3 separate regions of the Mus musculus genome follow, and regions 1 and 2 are each linked to region 3. Evidence: chromatin contacts called from public HiChIP or PLAC-seq and promoter capture Hi-C data. All regions are on one chromosome and are shown on one strand. The core of a region is the stretch at or near the end of the contact, and the rest is flanking DNA. Distances in the headings are between cores, read along the strand shown. Region 1 holds the start of Cenpj (centromere protein J). Region 2 holds the start of Ap1g2 (adaptor protein complex AP-1, gamma 2 subunit). Region 3 holds the start of Nfatc4 (nuclear factor of activated T cells, cytoplasmic, calcineurin dependent 4).

Region 1 (2,703 bases), core at 10-2,509, 750 kb after region 3:
AGGTGAAAGGAGACACTGACTCTACAAAGTTGTCCCCTGCCCTCCACACATGCAGAACATGCATGAAATCCAACACATATCATGTACACAACAATATTTGTAAAAGGTAATCTTAAAACTAAATAAATCTTAATTTAGACAGTAAACAAGCTGCAAAGAAAGTCACTCTGTAATGTGAAAATCGTCAACAATTCCCTGTTAGACTGAGCAAAGTGTAATAATGGTTTAGGGCAGCATCTTAACATCGTCTTCACACACACACACACACACACACACACACACACACACACACACCTTTTTTTAAAAAGCACTAAAACTTCCATACCTTTGCTACAAGTCCATTACTGTGGTCCTAAAACTATACGTACTGCCAGTTTTAAGTATTGAAATACTGATTCACAGTTGGGTATTGATGATACACACCTATAATACAGTGTTTGAGGTGGAAGGCTAGCTTGGGCTACATAACAAGCCCTTGTCTAAAGAACGCCAAAAATTTTCCCCTAAATTTGTTTTTTATTACTTATACGAAGGCCTAGGTAAACTACAAATAATAGACTGTCTAGGACAGTATGTTATGTAAACTCAGATATTAAAATCTGAGGTACAACACCACCTGCTTATGAAGTTGTAGTCATTACCGTAAGTTAATTGTACGTAAAGCTGCCTTTAAAAAAAAATCGACTAATTGAAAGCTTTGACATCTTTCTGTTCAAAACATAAATTATCTGCACTGGAGAAGGAGGAAGTTACGAGGAGACAATTCAGACCTTGATTGAGGAAGATACGAGGAGACAATTCAGACCCTGAAAACTTTCAGCTGACAGGTCCGCCTCCCCTGAAACACAACTCTTCTTGAAAGCAACAAAGCTTTTGGAGAAGCCGAGATAAGGCCTCCTGAAAGACTGCAAGCGGCGCCACTGCACCCGGCCCGGCGAGCGTGTCGCCCGGAACAGAAACACGCACCCCGGCCGACCCCCTTGAGGACCGATCCCCCGGGTGCTCGGAAGAACAAAGCGGGCTTAAGCCCCGGAACCACCGCCGCCCGCGGGCGCCAAGCCCTCCGCGCCATGCCAGCCCCAAAGCCCAAGCTGGCCTCTCAGGAACCGGGCGGCGGACGGGCTTCTCCGCTCCTTCCGCCCATCAGTTACCGTTCTTCGAAGAAACAGCTGTTCAGACCGCTCCGACCAGCGATAGTCACCACTTAGCTGGCCCGGCATTTACGAATGAGCCGCCACAACCATCGCTGCAGCCAGAGCCCCGCCTCCTGGACCGGCCCCGCCCAACTCTGGTCCAGTGACTCCTGGGAAATGTAGTTCCTACAGTCCGTGTGAGCTTGCGCGCAGGCGCCTCGGACACATGCAAACTACAACTCCCAGCAACACCGCCATAAACGTTGCTAGGGGATGCTCTATGCGCGCTCTTTTGCGGCGGGCACTGGTCAACAGCTGTTGTTCTGAAGTCAACCGATTGAGATCTGACCCCTGCGGTAACAGAGAGCGTACTCCATTGTGCCAGGAACACAGAGATTCAAACCGAATCTAAAAGACGACAGGTTTGGGAGAGTTTCGTCGTCTTCGCTTTTCTCTTTGAATGGGTTTGATTTAATAAAGACCTGTTTAAAACAAAAAAGTGACATTGGTAGGACGAATAAGTGAAGATAACCGTGGAAAAATTTACTCCGGAAATAATCATCTATTATGTGGCTAGTCGATGGCTGCACAAAGTGTGTGCATTCAGTGTTTAAATTATATGGAATATTGAAAGTGCAGATATTAAAATTATATATGGAATGTTGAGCGCAGATTTCACTGTTTATTTGTTTTGCCACCAGAGGGGTTCCAAAATACAGACATGACCCTTTAATCTAGGATGCTACAACACTTCAAGCTACCACAGTTTTTAGACTAGGTTTGAACAATATTGTAAACTAACATCTGTTTTTTAAATATATAATTTTACTATTTTATTTTTACTTTATGTGCAAGCATATTTTGCCTTCATGTTAGTATGTGCCCTGACGTGTGTCTGGTGCCTGTAGAGGTCATAGGGGCCATCTGATCCCATGATCCCATGGAACTAGAGCTACAGATGTTTGTGAGCTACCATGTAGGAGCTGGAAACTGAACCCAATCTTGGGAGAGAGAACAGCAAATGCCCATAACCACTAGGCCATCCCATTTTCTCTTCTCCGGTTGATCAAATGCTTGCCTAGTATGTTCTATCCTCAGCACTGTATAATCCAAAATTGGTGACCAGTCTCTCAGGTGGGGAAGGTGAATCAGAAATTCAAGGTCACCCTCCAATATAGAGTAAGTTAGAGGCCAGTATGTTAACATGAGATTCTATATAAAAAGGTCATCAAGAAGAATTGCCCTTTATACTAATTAGTTCAAATAAATCAATATTATTAAAGATAATTAAAATTTTGTACAGACACCTCAAACATGGAGACGGGAAAAGTTTTTGTTTTGCTTTGTTTTGTTAGGTTACATCATAGATGAAAAAGCCAAAGTTCAAAACTACCAAGATCACACACCTAAAATGTTGACAAGAGAATGGAGCTCAGTGGGTAGCAAAGACCTTGCCTGCTGTACCAGAGGCTGAGTTCCATCCACTGCCCTAAGCTGATTAGTCAGTAAATTAATAACTTAAGATGCTGAATGAGGGTTCAAATGGTCTTCTTTTGGCCTGAAACCATGC
Region 2 (2,700 bases), core at 150-2,649, 720 kb before region 3:
TCAAGTCTGAGAAAACCAGTTTGTTGCAGTACTGATAGCAGGTAGCCCGCTGGAATTTTGCAGTTCCCCCTCTCCCAGCGCCCTGATTTCAAGTGCCCCAGAACCCTCTCACTTCTTGATGCTGTTGGTGATGAGCAGATGGGAATCGTGCCTCTCATCCAATAGAAGCATGGCCCCAAGGTAGCCCACCCTCTTGTCTGTGAATCTGGGGGAGGCGATCAGTTTCAGGCACTCCATCTATAGGGAAGGAGGCAGACCAGGAGGGCAGTGTGAAACCACAGGGCACTAACTTCCGGGCTACAATCTCCTTTAGGCCAGATTAACTTGTGAGGGATCATATTTCATCACTCTCTCTGTAACCAGAAGCTTAAGTGTGGATCCAGATGACAGCAGGCAGGTTTCAGGGACCTGTGTAGGAGTGGAGTCTGGAAAGGGGATGGGGAGGTGCTGAACGGGGCTGGCAAGAAATCACTAGTAGGGTGATAAAAGGTTCAGAAACTAAAGGATTTAGCTGGGTAGGGCGGGGCATGCCTGAAAGTCCCTACACTGAAACGGAGGCAGGGTTTTCTCGAGTTCCCAGTCCGGGCTATAGAGAACCTGTTTCGAAACAAAAAAACTGGAGGAAAAAAACAAAAACAAAAACAAAAAAACAAAAACCACAGCCTGGGTACAAACACAAAGGGGCGCACTGGCCATCTTCCTCAAAATTTGTAGCCATCCCAGGCCAGTACCTGTCCAAAGTGGGCGGGGTAGCCCAACATGTGGACGTAGAGCAGTTTGGCCAGCTGGCGATGCCTCTGCAGGGGATCCCCATCGCGGAAGGAGGCCCGAATTTGGGCGCACTCCTTCTGGATCACCTCCCGTTCCTGGGCCTGCGTCTTGGCCCCGCGAATCTCTTCGATTAGGTCCTGAAGTCTCAACGAATGCACCACCATCCTGGGGACAGAGCCCGGGAGTTGAAAAGACTTTATTTCAACACGTTCTAGCCGGTTGGATAGAATTGCCTTGTGCCAAGATCTCGAAGGGATTGCGTCCCACCGCCGCCCTAAAACTGTGCCCACTTTTACCTCCCACATGTACCCGGGGGCCACCCTCCCGCCTCGCAAGGACATCCCCACTACGCATGCGTCCTTGCTCCACCCTGTGGCTGTTTCTACTGAGCCTGCGCTACAGACCAGTCTATTTCTCGCTCTTCTTCCCGGACCAGTTTCTCCTCTCTAGTTTTCCTTCTGGTTCTCTGTACTATTCCCTTCGCGAGATTTCTTGCCCCCATTCCCACTTCAGAAGGCACTAGTTTCCCAGTCCCAAGCTCACCTGGCTTCGGTGTCAACTTTGCTCCTCTACCCCCCACCCAGCACTTCCTGGTATGGGACAGAGCTGGGGTTGGTGCTCGGTTCGGGGCCCTTCCCTCTTCCCCGCCTCTATCACGGGACCCCGCCCCTCTAGGGCCTCCCTGCTGAGTCGTCTTGACATTTCTGACCTCTGGCCTGTCTCTGGCACTTTGGTAAAGGAGCCTAGAATTGTTCCATGATTGTGGCTCCCCCAGGGGCCTCACTTTTCATCCACCCCACCAGGTGGCACTCAGAGAGCTTGAGTCAGAAGCCATCGCACCCCAAAGGAGATGACAGTCCCCCCCTTTTTGGAACTTTTTTATTAATATACTTTTTTTTGTTAAATTTCTTTGTTATTTTTTTTTTCCTGCAAGACTTGATGTTGGCGGCACTGTTGTATAACTTCAATCCCAAATTCCATGAAATAGAAATCAGAAGTAAAGATTGAGAAGGAAGGAAGGAAGGGAGGCAGGAGGAAGGCAGGCCAGGGAGTAAACAGAGGTTGACTAGAAAAATAAGAAGAGTGTGTGTGTGGTGGGCATTCCTGGGCAAGGCCATTCCTTGAGGAAGGGATTGATTGGCAGGCAGCTTGCCTCTGCCTCATGCAGGGTAGGAAAGTCCCCCGGGGTTCCACAGTCCCCTCTTGTACAGCTTTCTGTCCCCAGAGGGAAAGTTAGTCCCAGGGATCAGCCATAATCTCAAACAGGCTCTCCCCCCAACTCTCGTCCGGGGTTGACACCCACCTCTGCCCTGCCCTGTGTGGGGCAGCGGCTTCCTCTGATTCCCCGTTAGCTCCCATCTCGCAGGAGTCTACGCGAGGGGTTAGAAACTAGACTTGTGACAGCATCTGCTGCCCTTCAGCCCTCAACGTGTTCGCCCCACAACTGTCAGAGCTGAGGACTGGGGTCCTCGCTTGCTGCAGCGCCTCTAACCCTCTGCAGAAATGTCTTCTTCAGTCCCCTTAGGAATTTAATCAAAGGCCACAAGTGAGTCCAGACCAACCAAATAAATTTTCAGGGGGGCAGAGAAGGGTAGAGAGGTGAGTGGCAGAATCTGAAGAGGGGCGGGCTTGGTTGCACCAGATGGTTTTTCGTTGCTTTTCTCAATACTCTTGGCTTGGCGTGCCATCCTTGGTGGTTGGGAGAGGGACTGGTTGAGGAGGGCAGGAGAGGGAGCACGGGGAGTTTCCTGTTGTTCGCTCCCCTTTTCTCCCTCAGGGAAGATCAAAGTAGGCAAGAACTTAGGTAGGTTCTGGGAGGTAAGAGTGGAGGGTACTTTTCCTGCAGCTTTCCCTTGGGGCCAGTGAGCCCCAAGTGGCTCAGGCAGTGCCTTGTCTGGCCACCCAATCACTTCTTATGCATTTCCTTTC
Region 3 (2,700 bases), core at 182-2,681:
CCCTCTCCCGGCTCGGCCTCGGAACATTCTTCTCTCCCGCCCGCCAAGCTTCTCCTCCCTGCCCCTCCCGCCTCGCGGCCCTGGGCTTGCAGCCGGGGCAGCGCCGCACGTCACTGGGGTCCCCGGGGGCTGGGGGGGTCCCCAGGACTGGCTCGAGGGAGGACTGAGGGGAGGGAGGGGCGCCGCCTCCGCCGCCAAGGAGCTGAGGCCCGCCAGGCCAGCCCCCCTTCCCTCTGCCCCGCAGAGCCTGTTTCTCATTAGAGTAATGGGCGCGGTCCCCGCCCGGCTCCCGAGTGTTTGTAAACGTCTGACCAGAGGGCCGGCGCTTAACCCTTTAGGTGCTGGACTGGGGTTTGCTGTTGGGGGACGCGGGTCGGAGCCTGAGAGATTTAGAGACTGGAGATTTGCCAGGTTTATTAGGGAAGTTTGGAGCATGTGGTAAGCATGCAAGGAGAATGGTGACTGCTCCCCTGTCTTGCAGCGCCTCCAGTCCGAATCAAGAATCTCCCGTTCTATTCTTTCTCTTCCAAATGGGACCTCTTTATGCTCGCCCTTCCTAGAAACTCCTGACCGGGTCTTCCTTCCCTGCCCAGGTGACAGGTGTCCAGCCGGTGGGCCTAAGTTTTTAGCTTCTGGCCTTTTCTAAACCCGGCCAGGAATTTAGGATGGCCGGGAGCAGAACGTCTTGGGATCAGCGAGCCCAGAGATCTGCAGCTTTTGGGACGAAGGAGCCGACTATCTCCTCCAAGGCTAATTAATGGCCTATCTAGGTGGCTGGGACAAGGGTATCAGCAAAGCCTGGCCTGGATCTACGCCCAGCGGGCTATGGGCCTTCAAAGGCTTCCTGGGGTTCGAAAGTTCTGAGAGGCTTCTGGGACAGCTAGAAGTTCTTCATCTTAAGGGAATGGTGGGGGGTGGCTTGTGGAGGTGGTGGCTAAGAACTGCAAAGGCTCCTTGGAGGTCCAGGTAGAGTGGTCTCAGCGAGGGTGGAGGAATGGCCTCCTCTACAGAGCAGCTCAGAGCCTCTCTCAATCCCAGATCTCTCTTCAACTCAAGATTTGGATGGAAAGGACAGTGAGGTGCCCTTTCTTGGGAGATTTTGGCTATCCTGCTCTTCAGAATGTACCGTGGGCCTGCTACAATGGGGGACGGGTGACAAAAATATGGCCTCTTTAAGGCGAGGGGACCCGGACCTCCCCACCCCCTACGCTGGGACTAAATAGGCTGAGGTTTGGGCTTTCGGTGGGAAATGATTGTCACAACTGTGGGCCAATAGGTACCATTAGGGTTCTATAACGTTTGAAGGGACCATTTTCCAATTCAGTTTTTTCTCCCTCTTTGGAGGGGGTGGGACTGGAGAGATGACCGGGGGCGGGGGGGGGGGGAACTAGGGGCGCGTGGTTTTCCCATCTCATCCATGGAGGAGGGGCCGGTGCATCCCGGGTAACCAATCAGAGACAGGCTGGGGGGGGGCCGCTTTGAAGAAGTTTGGGAGAAAAAAGTTTGGAAAAGTTTCTATAATAACGAGGGGGCGTCCGGAGGGAGGCGGCAGCGACAGAAGAGGGGGCGTCTCAGAGAAAGGGAGGGAGGGAGCTACCCTCGCGTGAAGCTACAGCAGCGTCCAGAGCTTCCCCCTCCCACCCAGGCGGGACCTGGGGGCTCCGGCCGGATCCATGGGGGCCGCAAGCTGCGAGGATGAGGAGCTGGAATTTAAGCTGGTGTTCGGAGAGGAAAAGGAGCCCCCCCCGCTGGGCCCTGGGGGTCCTGGGGAAGGTTAGTGCGGGGCTGGGTAGGGGTCTTTTGGCCAGTGACCGAAGGGCCAGGAAATCTCCAGTTTGGGAGCCTGGGGTGTGTGAGAGGGTGAGGTGGGTCAGAGGATGAAGGGAGCTGAGGGACTACCAAGGCTGTGGAAGTGAGGCTGGGGGCCACGGCATCATTTTTTTTTCCTTTTTAGGTCCTAACTGGGGTGGGAGTGGGGGTGTTGTTGGCTATGCGCCGCCTGCCGGCTAGGCCGACTGTCTCTGGGATGGGGTGCGGAAGGGAACCTTGGCCCCCAAGAGCCGGAGGTGCCGGCTTGGGAAGGGGAGGTTTGGCCCTGGAGTTAAAGGCTTTAGGACCTAGGCCTGGTTCTGCAGACGCGACGCCTGGGGCTGGGGGCTCCCTCGGGCAGCGCAGGGACACCCCTCCCCCTCCCCCTGTCTGGCCGCAATGAGAGGCAGATGGCGGGGAACGAGTCGGGGGCGGCGGCCGCCGCTTGCACGGAATCCGCGCTGCCCGCTACCCCCTCTCCCCCCCCCCCCCGTTGGCTGGGCCCCGCACGCATCACCCTTCGACTGCACCCCCGCCCCCTTTGGGGGGGGCGAGGGAGGAGTCACCTCCCCTCGTCACCACAGACATGCCCCCATCCCTCCCACCCCCAGGCCACAGTTGCGATGGTAACTGGGGTTTCTGCCAGCACCATTTGGGGGTTTGGGAACCGTCGCTAATTGGGTTCATGTGTGAGTCGCCCCCAGCCCAGCCCAGAGCCTGGGCAAGCACACCTCCAGGCCTGGCTCTAGAATTCCCCAAACCACCCCAGCCCACCTGCCCAGGACCAGAGTGTTAGAGTATGAGGTCCTGGCATGCCTGTATCTCTTTTCTGTCTTGTGATGTTCAACTTTGCTTTTGTCCGGAGACTAGGGGAACCTCTCCTAGCTAAGC

The links. Promoter capture Hi-C pulls out the DNA fragments that hold promoters and counts their contacts. HiChIP or PLAC-seq counts read pairs in DNA pulled down with a chosen protein or histone mark.
Region 1: an H3K4me3 HiChIP or PLAC-seq map of bone marrow-derived macrophages shows a contact between it and region 3, with 6 times the contacts expected there. The contact joins the promoter of Cenpj here to the promoter of Nfatc4 in region 3. A contact is called at or near these places in 2 of 39 promoter capture datasets (both in liver), 1 of 484 Hi-C or Micro-C datasets (muscle stem cells) and 1 of 115 datasets of contacts at active chromatin or transcription factors (bone marrow-derived macrophages).
Region 2: a promoter capture Hi-C map of pre-B cells shows a contact between it and region 3, with 5 times the contacts expected there. The contact joins the promoter of Ap1g2 here to the promoter of Nfatc4 in region 3. A contact is called at or near these places in 7 of 39 promoter capture datasets (cranial neural crest, embryonic stem cells, liver and 3 more) and 2 of 115 datasets of contacts at active chromatin or transcription factors (both in embryonic stem cells).

What each region holds. Positions count from the first base shown.
Region 1 is chr14:56,570,587-56,573,289 of GRCm38.p6, forward strand. It overlaps Cenpj (centromere protein J), which reads right to left and starts at 1,260. Exons shown (of 17, transcript NM_001014996.2): 1 at 1,152-1,260.
Region 2 is chr14:55,105,194-55,107,893 of GRCm38.p6, forward strand. Ap1g2 (adaptor protein complex AP-1, gamma 2 subunit) reads right to left here and starts at 1,400. Exons shown (of 22, transcript NM_007455.5): 1 at 1,315-1,400; 2 at 732-936; 3 at 113-237. The coding sequence starts at 935. It overlaps Jph4 (junctophilin 4), which reads right to left. Exons shown (of 6, transcript NM_177049.5): 6 at 1,633-2,700.
Region 3 is chr14:55,823,364-55,826,063 of GRCm38.p6, forward strand. Nfatc4 (nuclear factor of activated T cells, cytoplasmic, calcineurin dependent 4) reads left to right here and starts at 1,432. Exons shown (of 10, transcript NM_023699.3): 1 at 1,432-1,773. The coding sequence starts at 1,674. It overlaps Gm41159 (a long non-coding RNA gene), which reads right to left and starts at 226. Exons shown (of 3, transcript XR_874646.3): 1 at 1-226.